2 separate regions of the Rattus norvegicus genome follow, and region 1 is linked to region 2. A link is a contact called in public Hi-C data. All regions are on one chromosome and are shown on one strand. Each heading gives the region's core, a stretch centred on a gene start, on an enhancer-like site or on the middle of the called end of the contact. The rest is flanking DNA. Distances are from core to core; before and after follow the strand shown.

Evidence for each region. Hi-C and Micro-C count contacts between places; a contact is called where the count stands out from the background.
Region 1: a contact with region 2 is called in a Hi-C map of psoas muscle, with 2.3 times the contacts expected there. The contact joins the enhancer-like site here to the promoter of Fbxo32 in region 2. A contact is called at or near these places in 2 of 12 Hi-C or Micro-C datasets (mammary epithelial cells and psoas muscle).

Annotation. Positions count from the first base shown.
Region 1 is chr7:91,719,085-91,723,845 of GRCr8, reverse strand. No RefSeq gene overlaps it. Among named protein-coding and RNA genes, the nearest start is that of Klhl38, 32 kb to the left of the region's middle. Within about 2 kb of position 2,050, at least 3 of the 93 cell types and tissues checked have an H3K27ac peak or open chromatin away from gene starts, as enhancers often do.
Region 2 is chr7:91,653,200-91,658,157 of GRCr8, reverse strand. It overlaps Fbxo32 (F-box protein 32), which reads left to right and starts at 3,667. Exons shown (of 9, transcript NM_133521.2): 1 at 3,667-4,018. The coding sequence starts at 3,903.

The DNA of each region.
Region 1 (4,761 bases), core at 801-3,300, 67 kb before region 2:
CTCAGGAGAGAACTTAATTCCAAAATTGGAACCAAAACATAGTTCAGAAGCTCTGTTGGCCTTGGGACGATCGGCCTCTAAAGGGTGTGGCTGTGGGTACCACTTGCTGTTTACAGACTTGCCCTCTGCCTTCCATGCTCATGTGACTTTCTGTATCCGAGATTAGACACCATGATCTTGTTACCTGGGCTGCAGAAACGCAAACAATTCCAAGTCTCTGAAGCAAGACTTTAGGAAGGAGGCCTGCAGGAGCACCATGGGTACTTTTATATCCAGGGAAATGTACATTGCATGCACACTAGGGTATGCCCAGAAGAAAGTACTGACCTGTGCACTGCAAAATGCTAATGTAGGGGGTTGGAAGAGGGCCAGTCAGTAAAGTACTTGCTGTGCAAGAGAGAGGACCTGAGTTCAAACCTTCAGTACTCTTGTAAGAAAACAAACAGTAACAAAACACAACAAACAGGCACAGTAGTGATCGTCTGTTAATGCTTATGCTCAGTTTGCAGGCTGGCCAGCCTAACCAATCAGCAAGGCTTAAATTCAATTAAATAAATAAATAAATAAATAAATAAACAATCAAATGGAAAGCAATTGAAGGAGACCCCCGATGTAGACCTCTGGCCACCACATACTTTACACATACAGGCTCACAAATGCTCATTCGCACACTGGAATATAAACACAGGAACACTTACACATGAGTTAATGTTATAAAAACTGAACAAAGCCAGAGGGGCTGGGTCAAACTAAGGGACATGAAAGACATGGCCATTGTGTGCAATGCATGATGGTCTTCATTGCAGTTGGGCTGGGAAGGAGGAAGAGAGACATGATGGGGTGGTTGCAGAACTGAATATGGACTATTAGCTAGTAATGTTGAGCCAAAGTTAACATCAACTTCAACACTGTGCTGGAAGTCTTTTTAAAATGGCAATGGCTAAACCATATATAAAGACAGAAATTTAACCCCGATCTACCACAGTCTACCCAGGAAAGCAACCTCACACCTCTGATAATCAGCCCAGGAAGTCATATAATTATTCACTGTGACCTTGTCAGAAGCCACATAGCCACTCCTCGTGACAGTCCAAGAGAGGAAACAGTAGGTAGCTTCTATACTGATCCCAAATGGCTAGGTCTCCATGAGTAACTGACAGCTTCCTTGTATTTAATCCTATATCCCATTTAGGATCAACCAGACAGAGCCACCTGCAGCTCTCCTAGGCCCACCTCATCTCCCCTGTCCACTCCAATGTAGTCTCTGCCAAAGAGACAGAGCTTCACTTCCTCACCAAAGGATCATTAGCCCTTGCTTTGCTCATTGGCTCAGTCCCTGCTTCTATGTCTCAGCAATGTGTCAGTGTCTCGAGAACACCGTGGTTTACTGGGAAGGTGTGCCAGAGTGTTTGCTTGTAAAGAGTCTGCCCTCAATCCTCAAGTGATTCAGGAAAGAACATACGTCTATACAGACAGAAATAAAGTAAATAGGACAGTGGATTAACAACTCGTGTATCCAGGCTAATTTTCAAAGTATGAACTTATTCCTGAATAAGAAGAGCTTTAAGGTGTCTCCACTTGATTATGAACCAAGGAAGCTCTGTGTTTCTTCCTCTGTGTGGTTCATCCTTGCAGAACCACAATGCAAGAAGATCAGGCCCATCGACTTGTTGCAGAGGAAATAGTCCTATGTCTCACCCAACATACACCATGCCTAGATCTCTCTGGTGGTCATTTGGTCATATTGTTGAGTACATAGAGCAGTGGGTACTAACCTGTGGCTTGTGTATCGATTCTTACAATATGATTCACAACAGTAGCAAGATTACAGTTATGAAGTAGCAACGAAGTAATGTTATGGTTGGGGGAATCACCCCAACATGAGGAGCTGTATTAAAGGGTCGCAGCTTTGGGAAGTTGAGAACCACTGACATAAAGAATCTCAAAGCTATCTCTTTTTTTCACCCTTGAGTCTATGATACATGATCTAACAGACTGGGGATTTCGAGGCTATCTGGAGGCTGGCCATTCTCTTCTTACTGTTAAGCTGTTCTTGGAACTGGCTGGTGTATCAGTCACTGTGGCTGGTGTAAGTGTCAGTTACCGTCCACGGTTGTTACCTATCTATCCCCTAACCTTGCCTTCAGACCCTTCCTCCCACATTGCAGCCGTAAGCTGTCCTATTACGTCTGAGCCCCTCTTATTCATGAATACAGCAGTTCTGTACCTCAGTCATTGAGATAGCAAAGAAGCCTGGAAGAACACCATGCTGTTCCTGTGCCCCAGATGCTTCATTGTTCCCACCCCAGATGCTTCATTGTTCCCACTGGAGCCTGGGCTTTCTCGTCTGCTTGGTTTTGCATGCTTGTTTTCTATCCCCATCCCCATTCCCACCCCACCTCCCTGGAGTATTCTCAAATGTATGCAGCTGAGATGGAGAATTACTTCCTTCATAATTGTTTACAGGAAACATATTCTGAAGAGCTTAGGAATAAAGGGGTGTCTGCCCGCAACCCTCAAATGGTTATGAAAAATATATTTATATAAAGGGGTGTCTGCCCTTAACCCTCAAATAGTTATGAAAAATATATTTATATCTGTAGAGAGGGGAAGGAGGAAGTGAATCATGTATCCATGAAGCTCTTTCTTCCAGATTCTCCATTACTTTAGGGACATACATGATTGTCCATACAGTTTGATCTCACTAAAAGACCCCACACAGAAGCTCCTGACCTGAGAGAGTGGTGATCTGCTTGGCCTTTACAACAGTAATTTATCTTGAAGTCTTTCCCAACAACAAATTAAGGAGAGATGAGAAGGCCAACAACAGGCAAAGCTTATCACTGTGATTTCCCATCTATAAACTCCCAGCTCGTATTCACAAACACCCCCAGCACAGGAACCAGTCCCTTGTGACCGTGCAAGTTGCTACAAGACGGAAAACAACAGGTTGTTCATCCAGATGTAGTTATAAGATACGGAAAGTACGAGGAGCAAAGACATGATGAAATCGCCTCCGATTTACAGCAACAGGTGGCAACCTCTGAGGAGGCATAGACTTGGTCATCTGGCCTCTTGTATACACAGCAGGGGAACAAGGAGACCCAGCACCAAGGAGTCTGTTGTAAGTGCTGTGGCTAACATTCAGAACTGTCGGGGAGGGGCACAGAGATATGGGGAAAGCATGCATGTGCCTACATGGCTCTCTGCCCAAATACTCGTACATATCACAGAGGGGGGCTTCCAGGCACTCCTCCTATATCTTCAACCCCCAGCCCAGTAAAATTAGTAACTGTAGATAGGGCCTCAGCCTTATTTTTAGAAGCTTCCAAGACAAAAGCACTGTGTGCTTGACTTTGAGAATGGCCTCACAGAGCATTCTCTTATCTCCTGAGCCAGGCAGGACACTAAGTCCCCGTGCCTCCAGCCTTCCAAGCCAGGCTCTGCAGACCTCTTACATCTTCTTTCTTTTCCTTTCACTATACAGGTGAAGCTGGCCATTAACTCCTGATCCTCCCTACATACGTGTATATGCACACACCCATCCGATCACAAACACACAGGCCAGCAGAGCAGGTGTCTCAGCAAACGCGTCAACGCACTGTGGTTTCCTACACACAAGCCGTTTTCCTAACCGCACCAGATAGGCCTCTGGACGTCCCGGAAACAGCAACGGTGTCCAGTTCAATAAAAGCACCGCTGCATAAAATGCTGGTTGATTTATTTGGTCAAAACTATAAGGCAGAGTCGAGGCTCGGTGTGCTCTTGTGGTTAGTTCCTGATATTAAGAATCACACCTAGAATCCGTTTGCTTGTTTTGAGACAAGGTCTAATATAGCCCATGCTATCCCGAAGCTCATTCTGTAGCCAAAGCTGGCCCTGAACACCTGAACGCCCTGCTTCCAGCTTCCGAGTGCTAGGACTATAGGCCGCCACGCTTGGTTCATATGAGCTTGGAGACGTTAAATTAATTGCTTAAAGCCTTTTTAGAGCTTAAGGCCTTTACTCTCAAATCTCAGTTTCTGTACCAACAAATGGGAATAATATTAATATCCAAATCATAAAGCTGTTAGACAAGAAAAGGGAGGCTTCCTGAGAGACATCTACCACTAGTCACTGCTGTGGACCGAAGTACGCTCTAAAACTCTTAAAGCCCCACCAAAAGCCCTACGCAAGCATGCGTTTCATCGTTTCTAAACTGTGACTTTGATAAGTTAAAATGGTCTCCAGTTCGGACAAGGCCCACTACGGTGTGGTTTGCTACTGAGAATCCAGGGTCCTGTCTGTGTAACCTTGAACCTCTGACTGATTATTCTCTTGTTAAAAGAATCAGCGGGCAGGAAAGAGAGCTCAGTGATTACAAGATTATAATATTCTTGCAGAGGACCGAGCTTGGTTCCCAGTGCTCCCATAAGGTGGCTTACAACATACTGTAACTTGAGAGGATCCGAAGCTCTCTTCTAGAGTCCAAGGATACTGTGCTCATGTGCATAAACCTACATACAGATGCACACATATATACATCATTAAAAATAAAATCTTCTTTAAGAAGATAAGAATAGTCAGCCATGATTAATCAGTCAGTCTGGGCTCACTGGTTTCTATCTCTTATTACAATAGGAGCTAAATCAGGCAGCAAAAACGTCAAGGTCATGTCTAGAGATCAACACTCCAGTATCCAGAGAGTTTGGAGTCCCTCCGAGTATTCAAGATGCTCATCGTCCACCCAGAAGATTTCAGAGTGAATGATATCAGAATCAC
Region 2 (4,958 bases), core at 2,418-4,917:
AGGTCTCTGTAGGCAAGGCGTCTCAGGCTGCAGTCTTCACAGAGGAGGGAGCTGCAGTTGATAGTTCTTATACACACTGGTCAGTCATTCATAAATATCCATCCATGGACCATAGTGATATGTAACAAAACTTCTGGGGAGACACTATACATATCTACTCACCCTAGACAGAGCACTCATGACAGACCAAAGTATGAATACCACCAAAGTCCGGCTTGGTAAATCAACTAGGGTTACTTACAGGAATATGGGTGAGGGGTTACTTACAGGAGCAGAAATGACTCAGAGGGGTTGGGGATTTAGCTCAGTGGTAGAGCGCTTGCCTAGCAAGCACAAGGCCCTGGGTTCGGTCCCCAGCTCCTAAAAAAAAAAAAAAAAAAAAAGAAATGACTCAGAGACAGCTACATCACCAAGGCCCACCCACCGTGGGTGACAGCTCACAGGATGGGAACCTGAAGCACACTTCACAGCCTATAGCAGCTCTTCAGGTTGGAGAATGTCCTTTCCAAGTGACTCTGTCCAGACCTTTTCCAGGCCGGTAGGTGGTCTGTGCTTTTTCCTGGCAGCTGGTCTGGTCTCAGAGTCTTTCTTACAGCTTGGCTTGGCTGAGTATCTCCTTTGCAACTTGTCTTCTCTGAGAATGACTTTCAGTAATCTTTATTGCTTACTCTGGCAGGGAGGGGCCTAATGAATCTGGTCAGTTTTAGGGACTTCCTTAAGCTATTTTGAGTTGCTCACCTCCCTCCTCAAAAACCTTCTGTGCAAGATGAAATGTTTCAATCTTGGAGGAAACTGTTACACAACATAGAAACAAACAAGCAAATAAACAAACAAGAGTTTGCTATTTCCCAGAGCTGAACTTGGAGAAGGCTGTGCCTCTCCCAGGAGTTTAATGCACTTGGGTCCATGGCATATCTGTAAACATGTCCAAAATGTATACTCAGAATTTCATCTGCTCTTTACACATTTACCCAAGGCTTCCTCCTCTCCTCTGCAATTTGCCAGTTCAAAAGTGTAGATACATATTCCTACAGCAAAGGGGGAAGAGAAGAAACAGCACTAATAACCACAACTACTATGGGTTCTAAACAATTTGAAAGGCAGGCAGGCATCTCTGCCCTCCAACAACATCGTCTTCAGTACCTGGAGCCTCTTGCTGTTTATCCAACGAAGTGCAAGCCGCTTTAGCAGAATTAGATTCAACTCCTCTGCCTTCCGGACCTCTGTGGTTTCTTCCTGGAGGTAGCCCCCTGCATCTTTAATAACTGCATCCCTTAACTGTGTTCTCTTGCAGATATCAGCTCCCCCCAACAAAGTTCAGACCCAACATTGCCTCATCTCTTAGCCTGCTTGGTGTTTTAACATTTGTTTGGGATCGTCTGCAGGGCTTTTACAAGCCATTTTTATTATTGCTGCACAAATAAATTATTTATGGTGGGAAACCAAAATCAGAAAATCCTGGCTACTTGAAGACAGACTTTATTAAAAACATCTCCTTCCCCCTTGCAACACAGAGCCCACAAGACACACTCAGTTCCTCTGCCTACCCAGCCTCAATGCACAGTGGAAGAGACACTGCCAGAGGCAGGGGTGTGGAAGAAAAGAACTGGAAGCTATTTCTCTAGCATGAAGTTTTTGTTTCTCTGCTACTGCCCAGTGCCATGTAGATCCAAATGAATGTGACTTCCCGGTCTGACTAGTGATGGTGGGAGGCCAGAAGCTACCCTAATGCAGTAGTTCACACAAGAATTGGCTATGGAGAGGCTGGTGAGTTGATTTGGTAGGGAGATGTCATAAGACCCAAAAATTAACCGGCAAGCCCCACCAGCCCAAAGACAAGGACTAGGTAACTTCTTGAAATGCTGGGAGTTGTAGTCCTTGGAAAATAACAAAAGTCACATGAGAAAATATGATGGCCTTAAAAGCCTCTGTAACACGCGTCTAGGAGCCGCTAAACTGGGAATTCTGGAGAGAGGTCCTGACCAAAATTCATCCTGGTCAGTATTTAATTAAAGCTTGCTTCAAATTTGCCTCATCATGGTGGAATTGTTTGTTTGTTATTTTGATTTTGCTTTTTGTGCAAAACAGAATTAACAATGTCTCCATGAGCACAGTGCTTGATGAGCAGTCATGAGGGCCTGAGTTCAGATCCCCAACACCCACGTAAACAAACAAAAACAAACAAACCCATTAAAGCACCTATATCTTTATTCTAGTGCTGGGAGAAAAAAAAAACGAAGAATCTAGGGGTTCATTAGCCTGCCGGTGTAGCCAACAGCTAGCTCTAGGTTCAATGAGTCTGTCTCAAAAATAAATTAGAGTAAGGCCAAAAGCGAACAAGGAAGACACCTGACATTGACCTCTGGTCTCCACATGCGCCCAAATGCACACACACTCAGAGGAGGGAGACAGACAGGATGGTTATGAACGGCCAATTCTGACCCTGGTGGTAAGGCTGAGATGTCTCTAGAATAAAGGAGGGGGGGCTATGTTCTGCATGCCAGAGAGGATCGCTCTGAGTTGAGAAGCCGTCATAAGTCCCTAGGTAATCATAGACTTAACCCCCTCTGAGGACCCGACAGCCTTTCACCTGAAAACCAGAGTATCAGCCAGACAGGCAACCCCCTCGTGCTAGGAGAGTTAAGTACATAACAGGCTCTCTTCCCTGTCTGAAGTGGACATGAAACCCAGGAGGATTTTATAGCTAGAAGCCAGAGGACACCAGGAATTGAACTGGGTAAAGGAAAAGAGAGGAGGGTTCCTGTAGTTCCACAGGATAAAAGCCCAGCCCTGGGGCATGAGAGCCCCTGGGGCATGAGAGCAAGCACAGTGAGCATAGCCAGAGACTCCTTCCGGACTCCGGACTCCGGCCCTGGAGGGTTAGTTCTGGGCCCGGCGCCTTGACGCCAGCGCTGCCTCCTCAGGGTCCCTCAGAGTGGGACCTAAGACTATCTCAGTTCTTCACTTCCACAACATGGGGTCTAGACTCCTCGGGGCCTCTTTTTCCCCCTCCTTTGCCACTGGGGGAGTCGAGTTTGACAGCAAGCGCATCAAATGTCAGCTTTAAGGCGGAAGGGGTGGGGGCAGTCCCTCCCCACTCCTGCCGTACTGGATCCCCTCTTTCACTTAGCACACCCTGGCGCCTGGAGTTGGTACTGGCAGTGAAAGAGGTTCACAGACTGCGCCCCTAACCAGCCCCAGACGCTCTGACCTCCCCCAAGGCTGATCTGCCAGCAAAGATCGGTCCCGCCGTTTCCAGACCCCCTGGGACTGACAGTTCCGAACTTTCTATGTCTGTTTCCTGGTTGCACCTAGTTTGTCCGGGACCCGTAGGGGGGGACGTAGTGCTGAGTGCAAAGCCAGGATCTTAGTGAAGGCAGCTACGCCCGACAGGGGAGTAGGGGAGGTGCAAGAGGTGCCAGGGCACCGAGGGTCAGCGGGACATCTGGCCTAGCCAGGCAGCTTCAAGTTTCCACGGGCGCAAGGTTGTGCAACTGCGAGCAGAGCGAGAGCCGCGGGCGCCTCGGAAAACAAGGCGAGCCCATAAACAAAGCCACGTGGCCTCGGGGCGCAGGGGGGGCCGGGCTAAGAGCAGGAGGCTCTTCCGGCAACAAAGAGACGGGGCAGCGGCCCGGGATAAATACTGCGCTCCGGCAGCCGCGCAGCATTCCCGAAGTCAGGACGCGACACGCGACCCTCCTCAGCGCCTGATCCCCTGCCAGTGCAAGGACCCTCGCGCCCACCCAGGACCCGCAACCCTCCACATCAGTTCCCCGACTCTTGTTCCAGTTGCCGCCTGCGTTCCCTAGCGTCTTCCCAGAGCGGCGCATCCCCTGGGCAAGCCAGGCCGGTTCCTGGCTGTCGATCCGTCCTATCCGTCGGTCGCGTCCGCTCTCGGTACCATGCCGTTCCTTGGTCAGGACTGGCGGTCCCCGGGCCAGAGCTGGGTGAAGACGGCGGACGGCTGGAAGCGCTTCTTGGATGAGAAAAGCGGCACCTTCGTGAGCGACCTCAGCAGGTGAGGACTTCCACAAAACCGATCTTAGCTGTTGGGGGGGGGGGGGGGCAAGGGGGAGGTGCGCACCTCAGGGGCAGGTGAAGAAGGGCAAGCAGCTCTGGGCCAGAATAAAGTAGGGGCTTCCGGCTGAAGGGATAGGAGTGAGGGGCCGGGATTTCTGCAAAGGTCACCAGAATGTGAGAGATGAGTAATTTAGTGTCTCCTACTGATCAAGATCAGTGTCACCCAGAAGAAAAGATTCCATACAGAACCTGGTACCCCTCAATCTGGCAATCGGGGATTATGTTCCTAAACACTTGAACACAGGCGCACAACTCACAGACTCTTCCTTTAGATCCCAGAATCGCACAGTTACTGCTTTAAGCGGTTGCTAGCGACTTGACTGTTTGCCTTTCACTGTCCTGTGACAGGACCCAAAGAGTACAAGAACCGTAGTAGTCACCAGCCGGATGATGGGATTGGTCTTGAGCCCTACCCTGAGTGCATGAAGTCTCTTCCCACGCACAGGCGACGGCTGAGTGGGCCGAGAAAAAAAAGAGTAACTGGGAGGGGCAGAGGATGAACCCTGGGACAACAGCCCTCCTGGGCAGACTTGTGGAATGGGTCTTTGGGGTAAAGCTTAGGGGCTACTGAGGGAGGCAGGAAAGAAATGCGAGAACAATGCTCTGCTTCAGGAAGGCCCAGACACTTGCACCTGTTTCCTCCTTAGCCCTTTCCAGTCAGTCTTTATACGGTGAGCACACTCCCCTCCTTAGTGGTGCTTGCCAGCCGCAGAAAGACCACCCAGACTTGAAGTCTCACCTGAGCTCTGTCATCTAGTGGAAAATCTGAGGTCACAAGTGCCCACTCATAAATTATGAGGTCGAGAATCAATTCCCAACCTGAACAGCTGACTCCCTGAGACACCTGAGGAACTGGTAGAAGTTTGTTTGCAGTTGAG